Regions from separate parts of the Sus scrofa genome. Here regions 2 and 3 are each linked to region 1. The links are chromatin contacts, called in public HiChIP or PLAC-seq maps. All regions are on one chromosome and are shown on one strand. The core of a region is the stretch at or near the end of the contact, and the rest is flanking DNA. Distances in the headings are between cores, read along the strand shown.

What was found. HiChIP or PLAC-seq counts read pairs in DNA pulled down with a chosen protein or histone mark.
Region 2: an H3K27ac HiChIP or PLAC-seq map of skeletal muscle shows a contact between it and region 1, with 4 times the contacts expected there. The contact joins two enhancer-like sites. A contact is called at or near these places in 2 of 47 Hi-C or Micro-C datasets (both in skeletal muscle) and 1 of 2 datasets of contacts at active chromatin or transcription factors (skeletal muscle).
Region 3: a contact with region 1 is called in an H3K27ac HiChIP or PLAC-seq map of skeletal muscle. The contact joins two enhancer-like sites. A contact is called at or near these places in 1 of 47 Hi-C or Micro-C datasets (psoas muscle) and 1 of 2 datasets of contacts at active chromatin or transcription factors (skeletal muscle).

What each region holds. Positions count from the first base shown.
Region 1 is chr15:107,306,600-107,310,498 of Sscrofa11.1, forward strand. No RefSeq gene overlaps it. Among named protein-coding and RNA genes, the nearest start is that of CTLA4, 25 kb to the left of the region's middle. Within about 2 kb of position 1,617, at least 16 of the 83 cell types and tissues checked have an H3K27ac peak or open chromatin away from gene starts, as enhancers often do. A contact at or near this core is called in skeletal muscle, where this site is marked.
Region 2 is chr15:107,085,923-107,089,821 of Sscrofa11.1, forward strand. No RefSeq gene overlaps it. Among named protein-coding and RNA genes, the nearest start is that of CD28, 40 kb to the right of the region's middle. Within about 2 kb of position 2,104, at least 29 of the 83 cell types and tissues checked have an H3K27ac peak or open chromatin away from gene starts, as enhancers often do. A contact at or near this core is called in skeletal muscle, where this site is marked.
Region 3 is chr15:107,112,379-107,116,277 of Sscrofa11.1, forward strand. No RefSeq gene overlaps it. Among named protein-coding and RNA genes, the nearest start is that of CD28, 14 kb to the right of the region's middle. Within about 2 kb of position 2,048, at least 22 of the 83 cell types and tissues checked have an H3K27ac peak or open chromatin away from gene starts, as enhancers often do. A contact at or near this core is called in skeletal muscle, where this site is marked.

The sequences.
Region 1 (3,899 bases), core at 367-2,866:
GCACTCAAGGAACAGTTAATGAACAGTATCTTAGATTCTCCACTATTTTTAAGTGTTGATTCCTACTGGAGTTGATCATGCAAAACTATGCGCTACAACTCCATGTGGATGGAGCAGATATGAATTTTAGGGAGGGATAATGTATTTCAGTTCATTTTCTTTGTTTTAGTACTTCAATTTCAGATTTTGATTTCTGACTGCAAGCTGCATTCTGCTAGGTTAGTGGAAAGAAAATTTAACCTCAATCCCTTCTGGGGTTTCCCCATCTCTACCCAGGATTGTGTCACATTTCTGGATCTTGTGCAATGTTAAGTTGCTGGGGTAAGCTGTCATTAGGTCTTCCCACACCTGTCCCATTCCAGTTTTTTGGGTCTTCTTCACCCTCCAGGAATAGTGGGTCTCAGGCCCATACATGTTCAGCTTGGGCAGAGGTGTCTTGAATGAAGCTGGCTCTGGTCCCATTGGCTGGTATGTACCCTACAGCCATTCCCTTCCCTCTCTGTGGTCTGGCTATCTTCCAGGTGATGTTACCAGGAATGAGACATAGGTACCCTCTGCTCCCTGACCTCTCTCTTCCTGACCCTTGGGGGAATCTCTTTAGGGGCTGAAGGAAATCCTCAGTTCAGGCTTCTTTGAGAACCTCCCTTATGTGGAGGTCTCCTGTTAAACAAAAGGGAGAAAACCCATGGGAGTAGTTCTGCCTTTTCCTCTGGCACATTCTTTCCCTGCGGCAAAGAAGAGCAAAGGCAAGTTATGAGACCATGGGGGTGCAGAGATTAGAAAGAAGTGAAGGGAATACATCATTATTATTTAAAAATATGATTATTTAAAATTCTTATGATTGTAAATGTACACACTCATCAGAATGGCAGGGAATGTAAGAGAGCAAATAGAGGGAGGAAAGAAGAATCCAATTCAAATGGGATTGAGAGGGTCTCTGTGTTAAGACAGAGCTGCACATGTTCAATGGTTTCTTTTAAAATTGTATTTACATACAAATGGGTAATTCTTAAAAAATGACTGTTTAATATGGGGTGGCTCCACAATATAGCAAGCTATGATCAAATGGCTTGTGGGGCAATCAGAATGTAAGATAGTTTTTTGGGGGGTAAATGGGTAAATAGAGGGAAGAGAGATGAAATTTCTTTAAGATCATTTCTCCTACTAATTTGTGAAGATACAACCCCTGTCTCAAAGAGTATTAGTGCTAAGAAAGATTGTTGAAGAGCCTATAGTTTTATCATTTACTTTTCTAAAGGATAGAAAGCTAATAATATGTGCTCCAAGTTGTCTAGTCCACAGCAGAAATGGAACTAAACCTAAGCCTTTGGGTCCTGGTTCTTTGTGATCACCAGGGCATTCTTACATATTGCCAAGGGAAAGGTATTTAATAATTAGGCTACTTTAAGGGTAAGAATAGACTGAAAAAGAGCATCTTCATCAATGCCAATATAACATTATTTTAATGGATTTCAAGCCATAACCCTTTGTCAATAACTGTTCCTCGGAGTTTATTTCCAGGAACTAAAGATGTCATCTAAGGACTTGGATTGCAGCACTGAATCGCCATTGTGTTCTCAGACTCAGAAACCCAGGCCAGCTGCATGGCCAGATGGCCCTCTGGTCCCAGTGGGCCTATCCTGCTGGCCTGAGAACTGGAAGCAGAGCAGCAGCAGCAGAGAAAGAGATGGGGGGAAGGGAAATTTTAGCCAGTGGCTGCTGCAACTCCAGCTGTTGATCCGATTCCCAGACATGAGCGCAATGATGATTTGGCTGCCAAAAGAATAACATGTATTCTAGAGACAACGGCCAAGGAGCTGAAGGATTTTCTTCAATAAATGTGTGTTGTCTCCTGAGCATCCAGGAGAGGAGTGAAGCTCAGTTTAATTTTTTTTTCCTTCAGTATGATTTGAAGGGACATATGCTGTGATTTTGTTATGACTTTGCTCCTCAAAGTGTGGTTCCTAGTTGCATCGGTGTCAGTGGGAGCAGATTCAAAATGCAGACTCTTAGTCCCCACCCCAAACCTAGTGACTCAGATTCTACATTTGTAACAAGATCCCCAGGTGATTTGAGGCACCTTGGGATTGAGAAGCACTTCAGAAGGCAAAGGAAGTCGGGTGGTATTCTGGGTCAATAGGATTGGGGAGCACACTCAGCTGTGGGCAGCATTGGTGGTGCAAAGAAGATGAGACCTGATTCTAGACTTGATCCTGCCATTTTCCCTTGGTGTGAGCCTAGAGAAATGACTCCCTCCCTTCAAGGCAATGAGCTCCTCCTTTTTAAAAGGAGAGAATAAGAGTTCCCATTGTGGCTCAGTGGTAATGAACCTGACTAGTATCCATGAGGATGTGGGTTTGATCTTTGGCCTTGCTCAGTGGGTTAAGGATCCGGCCTTGCCATGAGCTATGGTGTATTTCGAAGATTCAGCTCGGATCCCACATTGCTGTGGCTGTGGTGTAGACCACCTGCTGTAGCTCCGATTCCATCCCTGGCGTGGGAACTTCCATATGCTGTGGGATGGGTCCTAAAAAGACCAAATAGATAAATACATAAATAAATAAATTTTATAAAGGGGGAGAATAACATCTGACTTGTTTATCTGAGGACTATGCTGAGGATGGAATGAGATTCTGTAAGAAAAAAGGACCTGTAACGTAAAATGCACTTTTCACATGCAAGAGCATAGAGATCGTGAAGTTGTTCAGATCTACTTAAAAGTAGAATTTAGGCTTTCTTTGACTTTTGAAATGAGTCAGAGCACGTCTTAGTCAATTATGAAGAAAATGTACGTGACAGGCAAGAGCAGCTCATGAATCAAGGAAACATCTCCTCTGAGCCACCCTCCTCTGAGTTGAACAAAGAACTTGGACTCATAGAAATGGATCCAGTCCAGCAGTGTTTGTGAAGTTAGCATTGGTTCTTAGTCATAGCTGTTCATCACAACCATCATCTGGGGGAAATCTAAAAACTATTGTTGCCTGGGTTCCAACTCAGACCAATTGAATCAGTACCACTGGGGCTGGGACACTGGCACTACTATTTAAGAGTTCCTCAGGTGATCTCAATGTGTACTGGGGTTGACCCCCACAGATAAAGGGAATTGTCAGAACAGGTTGCTATGTACATTTTTGAACATTTCTTGTTGCGGCCAATCAAGAAATAAAACTAGGACAGGGAAATACTTGTGTGTTTTTTCATGTTTCCAAAATCCCTCTCGGAGGAATTCATTTTCAAACGTGAAGTTGGAAAACCAGGAAAGAAGGTAATCTCATTTTACCGCACCGGAAACTCTGAACACGAGGGAGTCTTTAGGTGGTTTATCGGGATGTGATGGCGTCAGATCGGGGCACCACAGTTTTGATTTATTAGGCTTTGTAAATGGGACCATTCAAAGGAAGGATGCCGATAATTAAGGACTGGATACTTGAACTCGGAGGAAACCCCAGTCCCAAAGAAAACGTGTTGGTCAGAGAAAGGTTGATAACTGTGACAAGAAGACTCCGGAGCTTGAAGATCACTCCGCAAGAATCGGGCACAGTAGGTCATTTTGGAGACAGGCGGACCTTCTGAGGCCCTTTGTGCTGGGTCACTGAGGATGTGGCCTCTCCTACTGGCTGGGTCCTTGTTCCTCTACTTCAGGGACCACTTTTTTCACAGCCAAGACTCCAGCTTAGCTGAGGATGTGACTGACCGTTTTCACACCATTTCCAAGGAATGTGGTCAGAACGCCTCCATCTTTCTGGTATAAGCAAGTCCCTTCAAATGAGAGTGGTCTTCAAGAGGAGGAATAAAGGGTACAGTGATTACACTGTCTCTACCACCTAGAATGCTTTGAGTTCTGAAATGTGAGACATGAGGACGTTGGCTGTGGGAAGTGCGTCCATGTCTCAGGTGGA
Region 2 (3,899 bases), core at 854-3,353, 220 kb before region 1:
CTATTTCGCCTTCCCCTCTAGTGGGCACACCAACTTCTAAACTGGAGGCAACCAGAAGCTAAACATTAATAGAGATTAGGTCTGAGACTCTTAGCAAAATCAGTCTGTCACATGTCTGTAGATAAAAATTGGGGGTTTTATTTTCAAAACTGAAAGAGGTGCTCAGAGTATTGAAATAAGAGAAGAATAGGATTGGGCCATGTAGGAATAACCAGAGAGTATTTTATTAGGTCTCTTGCCTAAAGTACCACATTATCCAACTACTGGGAATTTTTTTTTTTTTTTAATGTTAGAGTTGAACTATCGTGATCTTTGTTCTTTCCTAACCAGCAAATGACCTGTTGTAATGACAACCTTTGGTTTTCAGCAGGCTTGCCTAGTTACTATACTTGAGCATATATGCCTGAGCTAATTTTCCATTTAACTGCTGAGGCTTTAAAATGTGGAAACGCCTCGTGGGCCTCTTCATTAAAGTGTTGGCCTGGTTTCTGCTGCTGGAGACAGCTGAGAAAAATTCAGCATGTGTCATATTTTCAAGACTTTCTTCCCTCCACCTAAATTTCTTGTATATTAAGATGGGTGTAAACAATGAGTGCTCTTCTATAAATCAGTGGCAACAAAGATGGCAACATCTTCTGCACATAGTGAGTGTTGCAATTTTGGGTCAGAGACAACTCCCTTTGAAAAGGCAGAATTAAAAAAAAAAAAAAAAAGATGAGCAAAATATATACTTCAGGAGACCAAATGGAATATCCTCTTCTGTGGATGCAGAGATACACTCTCCCTCTTCCCCTAAGGAAGCCAGATCCTGCATCATTTTTTTCTGCTCACGACTCAGCAGAAACACAATGCTTCATTTTATAGAGGCTGATTACAACACAATGACAGCACTATAATTTCCTTCAGGGTGAAATACTTCACTTGGCTTTAGGCCAGCTGAGCTCAGTGTCACTTAGCACTTCTGCAACTTCTGACACAGGCAAATACCTTCACGTGGGTGCATGCTGTATTCCTTTAGGAAGCATTTTTTAAAACATTGTCACAGCAACTCATTCGAATCAGCAGTTGGGGTTTTGCACGTGACCAGATTTCTTTTCCCTGATGCGGACATTGGAATAGCCCATAAACCACTGAAAGTGACTGTGCCACCCACTTCTTCTGAGGCCAAAGCGGTCATGAAATGAGTTTGGTGTGCAGAGGACCTTTTGGTTCTTTCGTCAGAGGAAACCTATAATTGTAAAATTCCTCCTTGGTTCCATCGTTCACATAGACCTAAGGAGTGTTCCCTTGTCTTTTTCTGATTATGTGGGATGTGGTCAGTCTTGATGTTGTGTTGAAGAAGTTATAGACAGTTAAGTAAACATCTTAAGGAAAAAGCTAAGATCTAAAGCTAGGAACACTTCACATATTTGTCTATTAAGAAAAAAAAGATACTCCCCCCCTCCCCCGACAAAAAAAAGCCTCTTTCCTACCCCACCCCCAACACCTGTCTCCTTGTTATCACTGTGACTTTGCCCCAGGACACTGTCTCTACATAAAAGTTGGGTAATTCTTACTTCCTGAACGGGACCTACCTAACTGCTGGCACGTAATAGTCATCTCCCACATGGACAGGCCCAGTGGCTGCTGTGTGACGGGAGGGGACATATGAGAAGGGTGAGGGAAGGACAGCTGTGGAGCAGGTCTTTGATCCAACAGCAAAGCTAAGACCAGCCAATTAGACATCACATTCTCCTTTGGCAATCTGACCTGACAAGCGTGCCACAACTACTTCCAAAGACTTCCCTCTTTTTGGCTTAGATTGGGGGTGGGATGAGGATAGAAAATGAGAAGTCCAAAGGGGAAAATGACGTATTTGTTTCTTCACCTATTTATTGACTCCAAACAACAAACACTTACTACATGGTCTTTAGGGGATCAGGTGCTGTGCTCAGTGTTTCACATGCAATTTCTCTTAATTCTCACAATCCCATCAAGGAGATGAGTTTCAATCTTCATTTAGCAATGGAGAAAACTAAGCCTTTGGAGAGGTTGAGAAACTTGCCCAAGGTCACACAGATAAGAAGCAAAGCTGGGACAGTATCCTGCTCTGGGGACAAGCCTGTGCTCTTCACCACTGTGCTACACTGCCTCCCTGTGTTAGAACATCTTTAATCTTTTCTCCCCAGGATGGAGGAAGCTAAGCAGAAAAGAAACCTGTTAATTGGTAGATGTTTGGAAGGATGATTTCTTTGTCATTATATTGATGCTATAGTATTTATAGTAGAGTATGTCGAATTGTTACGTTTATATGAAACAGCGAGGAAACTTAAAGAGGCTTGAACAAAGTAATTCAAGCTGTTTGATTCTAACATGTGATTATAATGATCTCTTTCTGTTGGCCTCTGTCTGTCTGGCTTTCTGAAGTGATCTTTTGTTTTGCAGGAACAGTTGTTACTGAGCAATACCAGCTGCAAGGGAACAATTCCTGACATTACCTCCTCCCTGCTCTCCTCTTTCTTCCCTCCCCACAACCTCCGGTCCTGGCAAGTGCTATTATTTTGAATGGATATGATTGGCAGGGACGGGAAGCTCTCACATTTATTTCTGTGATACAACTTATTGAAGCAAAAGCTTACTCCAAAAGAGGCCCCAGCCCTGTATCAGGTTCAGACACAAACCTTCAGGGGAGAAAAGGGCTGCCAATACGATTTAGTTGGAAGATGGAAAACAGAGGGAAGAGGAACACTTTGGGAAATTTTGAGCTCTCTGATGTTCACAGTCTCCTCTTTTTGGCATCCTGAGAGATAGTTATGTCGCAGAGCACAAGCTGCAATAAAGAGAGTATCTAGGATCATATAATGTCTTCTGATGGAGATGTTAGATTTAGGGTTGGTCTAATTTACTTTGACTTTATTTCTGAAAATTGCCTCTGGGATGCAGAATCTGTCCTTAAATTAAAGCGTTCGCTTAATTTCATATTTCCTCTGAAGGAGTAGGTTCACATAACCAAAATCAGATAATCATAGATAACCCAAATCTGTATGTATCCCCAGGTCTTTTACAAAAGTATAAAGCCTTCTGTTGTATTGAAGGTTCTCAATCTTCTGTGTTTGTAGCATACTTTCAAGTGCTGGAATTGTTGGAAACACAAATGAAGGGCTTCAAAGAATCAAAACTATGCCACCATCTCAAGTATGATAAAACCGATCTCATGGTGTCCATAAAAATAACTAGAGCAGAGCACAGCTTGTGTGATTGCTTTTCGGTGCTCTGTCTAGGTTCAAGGACAGCTGTTTACTGCCCTGAACTTGATGTCTGATATGTTTGTGGAACAAACTGTTTACATGTTTCAGAAAATATACCGTCTTTCTTTGTGGCTGGTCCTGCTATTACTCTTTGCAAGATGAATCCTGGCATCTCAGTAACAGTATGTGTACTCAGTGGCAGCAGATATGATTTTTTTTCAAAATTTGGTAAAGTGTTCAGATTCTGGGGTGCCATAGCATCCAGTTTGAAAACCATTGCCTTATGTACTTGCAAGGTAAATCAGGATAAAAGGAAGAGCAGATGGAGAAAAGAGAAATGCATCTGAGGGAACTGCCCAAATGGCCCTCCCCTAGCAGATTAAAGCAAATATTTAGGCTTCTCTGGGTGGGTGACAATGCTTTTCATGTTAGTGACATTCAGGGTTGGCTGCTTGGGCGGGGGTGGGGAGCACTTAGACATGACGTAGCTTGGTAAAGTCTGGATAATTAATCAAGAATTCCAGTGGATTTTATAGTTTGATTATTTAGATGTGGATATGTGGAAAATATTAAATATGTATACTTCAAAGTTGTCAGTTGTTGGGTATTAAAGGAAGGATCCAGTTGGCAAGTGCCTGGCATGCATTTAGAGAAGCTTGTGGCATTATCACT
Region 3 (3,899 bases), core at 798-3,297, 190 kb before region 1:
CTCATCTTTGAGACAGTGAACATCCCTACCTTTGGTCTTTATATCACTTGATCCTAGAGGAGGTACCATTAGGTTTGTATAAGCGCACTGGATACTGTAAACAGGTGCTGTCTGCTGCTGCCAAGTGATGGCCCATTCATGCCAGGATATTAAGCACATCCTGCAGTTCGGCGTAAACACCAGGTGGGATTTTAATCCATTCAGAGCAGAGTCCCTTACTCTTTCCTCCTTAATGAATGAAAACCTCTGGGAAGTCCCTACTTAGAAATTCTCTAAAACTTTTCAAGTCAGTGAATCTCACTCTAAAAGGACCCAAGAAGAGGGCTGGATCACTGACACCCAAGCTGCTCCCATTTACCGAATAGTTCTTGGAGTGACCGCAAAAAGTCATAGGAAAGTTTCAAGGTAACATGTATCCCCCTCTTTGTATTAGGTTACATAGGATTTCAGGAGTTCGGGGTTAGAGAAATCCTCCCTCCTTTCCAAAGCTGAAATTTGCTGGGAGTTTTGCACCCCTGACTCATTACTATTTTATTCTCTTTATAGGACTAGAGAGAAAGCAAAATGAGACAAGCTAATCCTCACCAAAATGGGGTAACCTCTGGATCTTGAGGTGAACAAAGCAGTGTTGTTAGTCTAGAGAAGAAATGGTGACACTGCTCAGACCCACCCAGAGCCATCATCAGGGAAATTTCCCAGGAAAGGGCACAGCCCAGCTTACTGATCCTGCCAGATGTCAGCACACAAAGGTTCATGGACACTGTAGTTCTTCTCTCATGGCCTTTTCTTCCTTAAGCACCCCAGTATATCATACAGGCATTTAGTAGGCTGATAAGCGGGATAATTTTGGAGGGGGGCAAGTGCAATAGCTTTGCAGGGAAAGAGACTGTCTTCTGACAACTTTCCATCATCAAAGGAGTAATCTGAAAATTGACCGTTGTGGCCAACCACTGGCTAAATCACAATACTGAGTCTCCTTTTTTTTCTCTAGTAATAGAATCGCCCATATGTAGCTGGAACCAACTTTGACATTCGTTGGTCATATGACTTAGTTTTGGCCAATGGAATATAAGCAGAAATGATATCATTTCTGAGCTGTATCCTTAAAGGTAAGAGGCAGCCCCTCCCTTTCTCCATCTTAACCTTCTTGTTGGCTGGGATGTGAGAGTGATTCATCCTGGATCACGTGGGTCCAAGGATGGTGAAGCTACATGACAGAGGCACCTCGTCTCTGCACCTCTAGCTGCCATACCAGCCCTGAACCACGTACCCCCAGACTGTTAGATGAGAAAGGAAAAAGCATCTGTGGTGTTTAAAGTACTATTATTTTTGGTTTCAGGACTCTCCTAAGTTGATGACTTTGGATTTCAGTGGAATAGAGTCAATTTTAGTTGAGATTATAGCCTTGTTAATTCAACTCATGTGTTTCAACAGGCAGCATTACTCTCCTGAGCTTTGTATCTTCCAATTAGGGTGCTACCTTTTGGGGGAATACACAGAGAAAGAAAAGGCTGTGAATTAGGCCACAGATAATACGCAGTAGAGATCTAGCCTTTTCACTCAGACCCCCAAATCCTGTCTACAACAAACTGTCACTTATTCCTAACGTGGCCATATTTCTCTGACACACCCCATGACTGACGTCAGTAAGGGCAGAAGTACCTTCTCAGACATGACTAGAGTGTTTGAGCTTGTTGCTAGGACATTTATGAAATTTCCATATTCTATCCCAGGAAAAGCAATTCAATTTTTCATTGATGCCACAATCTTTTTAGCCAGAAATACAAGAAAGCTACTGTTGGCTGTGGCTTTTTGGCAGAACTCTGAAGTGTGGCCTGGATCTGAGAACCCACAATCCAAGAATAAGGTACCCTTTACATATAAAATTGTTGAATTTGGGTGGAAACTAGTCCAGCTATGCTCATGAAGCCACTGTCTTGCAGGGTCAAAAAAGAGCTTATTTTTCAAGTAAGTGTGTTTCACTGTTTACTGGCGACTACCAAAATAATTATTTCCTGTGTGGGTCACTGGGAGTGAGGTAATCCCAAGGAAAATGTTCCATTGTGCTTACTGGGCTGGACAGTGCAGCAGCTCTAGACATTCCCTTAAAGGAACAGTCATTGTGCTGAATGAAAGTCTGATTCATATGCTTGGAGTGAGATTCATTTTCTACATGATACTTTCAGGCTCTTATGAGAGATGGCAAATATGACTGTACACATTAACATGTCTGTGGGTTCCCTTATTGTGTTGATTCACTTATTTTTTTGGTCTTTTTTTCTTTTTATGGCTGTTCCTGCAGTATATCATATGGGAGTTCCTGGGCTTAGGGATCAAATTGGGACTGCAGCTGAGGCCTACACCACAGCCACAGTAACACTGGATCTGAGGCACATCTGTGACCTATGCCGAAGCTTGCGGCAATGCTGGATCCTTAACCCACTCAGTGAGACCAAGTTTTGAACCCACATCCTCACGGATGCTATGTTGGGTTCTTAACCTGCTGAGCCACAATGGGAACTCCTGTGTTGGTTCATCTAAATGGTTTTATATGTGTGTCAGAAGGAGAATGCCTATATGAATCAAGATAATGCTCTCTGCCTCTATCAACTCAAAAGCAGAAACTTTCTTTGTACACTTGTCTGTCTTGAGCCACCTGAGAACATGCTTCATTTGACTTTGTCTTGCCGGTCCATACTAATGGCCCATCACTGAACACAATGCTCATTAACCATCTGTGGATAGCTTGCAAAAGAAGTGACTTCCAGGAGTTCCCATCGTGGCGCAGTGGTTAATGAATCCGACTAGGAACCATGAGGTTGCAGGTTTGGTCCCTGCCCTTGCTCAGTGGGTTGACGATCCGGCGTTGCCGTGAGCTGTGGTGTAGGTTGCAGACGCAGCTCGGATCCCATGTTGCTGTGGCTGTGGTGTAGGCTGGTGGCTACAGCTCTGATTAGACCCCTAGCCTGGGAACCTCCATATGCTGTGGGAGCGGCCTAAGAAATGTCAAAAAGACAAAAAAAAAAAAAAAAAAAAAAAAAAAAAGAAGTGACTTCCAGCGAGGGATCTGCTCCTCCAAAACTGAGATGAGAGAAGTGCCAGAAGGCGTGCCTGGCCGGCTAAGACTAGTGCCTCCTGAGCTGTCAAACTACATGGTTCCAGAGATTAAACAGTTCTCTGCTTCCAAACTATTCCCTGGAGTAGTAGGTCCAGAACCTTCCATACAAATGTGTTTGATACTGGTACAGCCAGTAGAATGAACTGTGGCATCTGGATCACAGGTGACAGGCAATCAAATGAGGCCAAATGGGATACCTCTGGTTCTAAAGCAGAAGAAAGCTTTTAATACACACTACCTGCTGCCTCACCCTGCCATACCTTCCAGTGCTGCTCTGGTTTAGGAGCTTAACATGTACATTACAGATTATAGAGCTGCATATTATAAATGGCAGTGTTTGTTACTGATTAATCCACTCACCGATTTTTTTTATTGAGTGCTTGCTTTGTGTTAGGCATTGTATTAGTGCTGGGGTTTAGAGGTGAACAAGCCAGATGTGGTCCCTGCCCTTAAGAAGTTTAGCCTCTAGTAGAAGAGATAAACACACCCGCACACAAAATTAAAAAAAAATTTACAAACATTGGCAATCTAAGAAAAATAAACTGGATGTTGAGGTAAGGAATTAAAGAAGTACTCAATTTACATAAAGTGGTTGGAAATAACTGTCAGGAGGAGCGAACCCTGGGAAGAATGAAGAGAAAGAACTTTCCAGGCAGAGGAAAGAGCTCGTATTAAGGACGTGACAAAGAAATGGGCGTTTCAGAGGATAAAAAAATAATGCTTGGGTTTGCAGCGGAATGAGTGACAGGGGAGTGTGCCCTAACTGGCAGAAGTCCTCCAA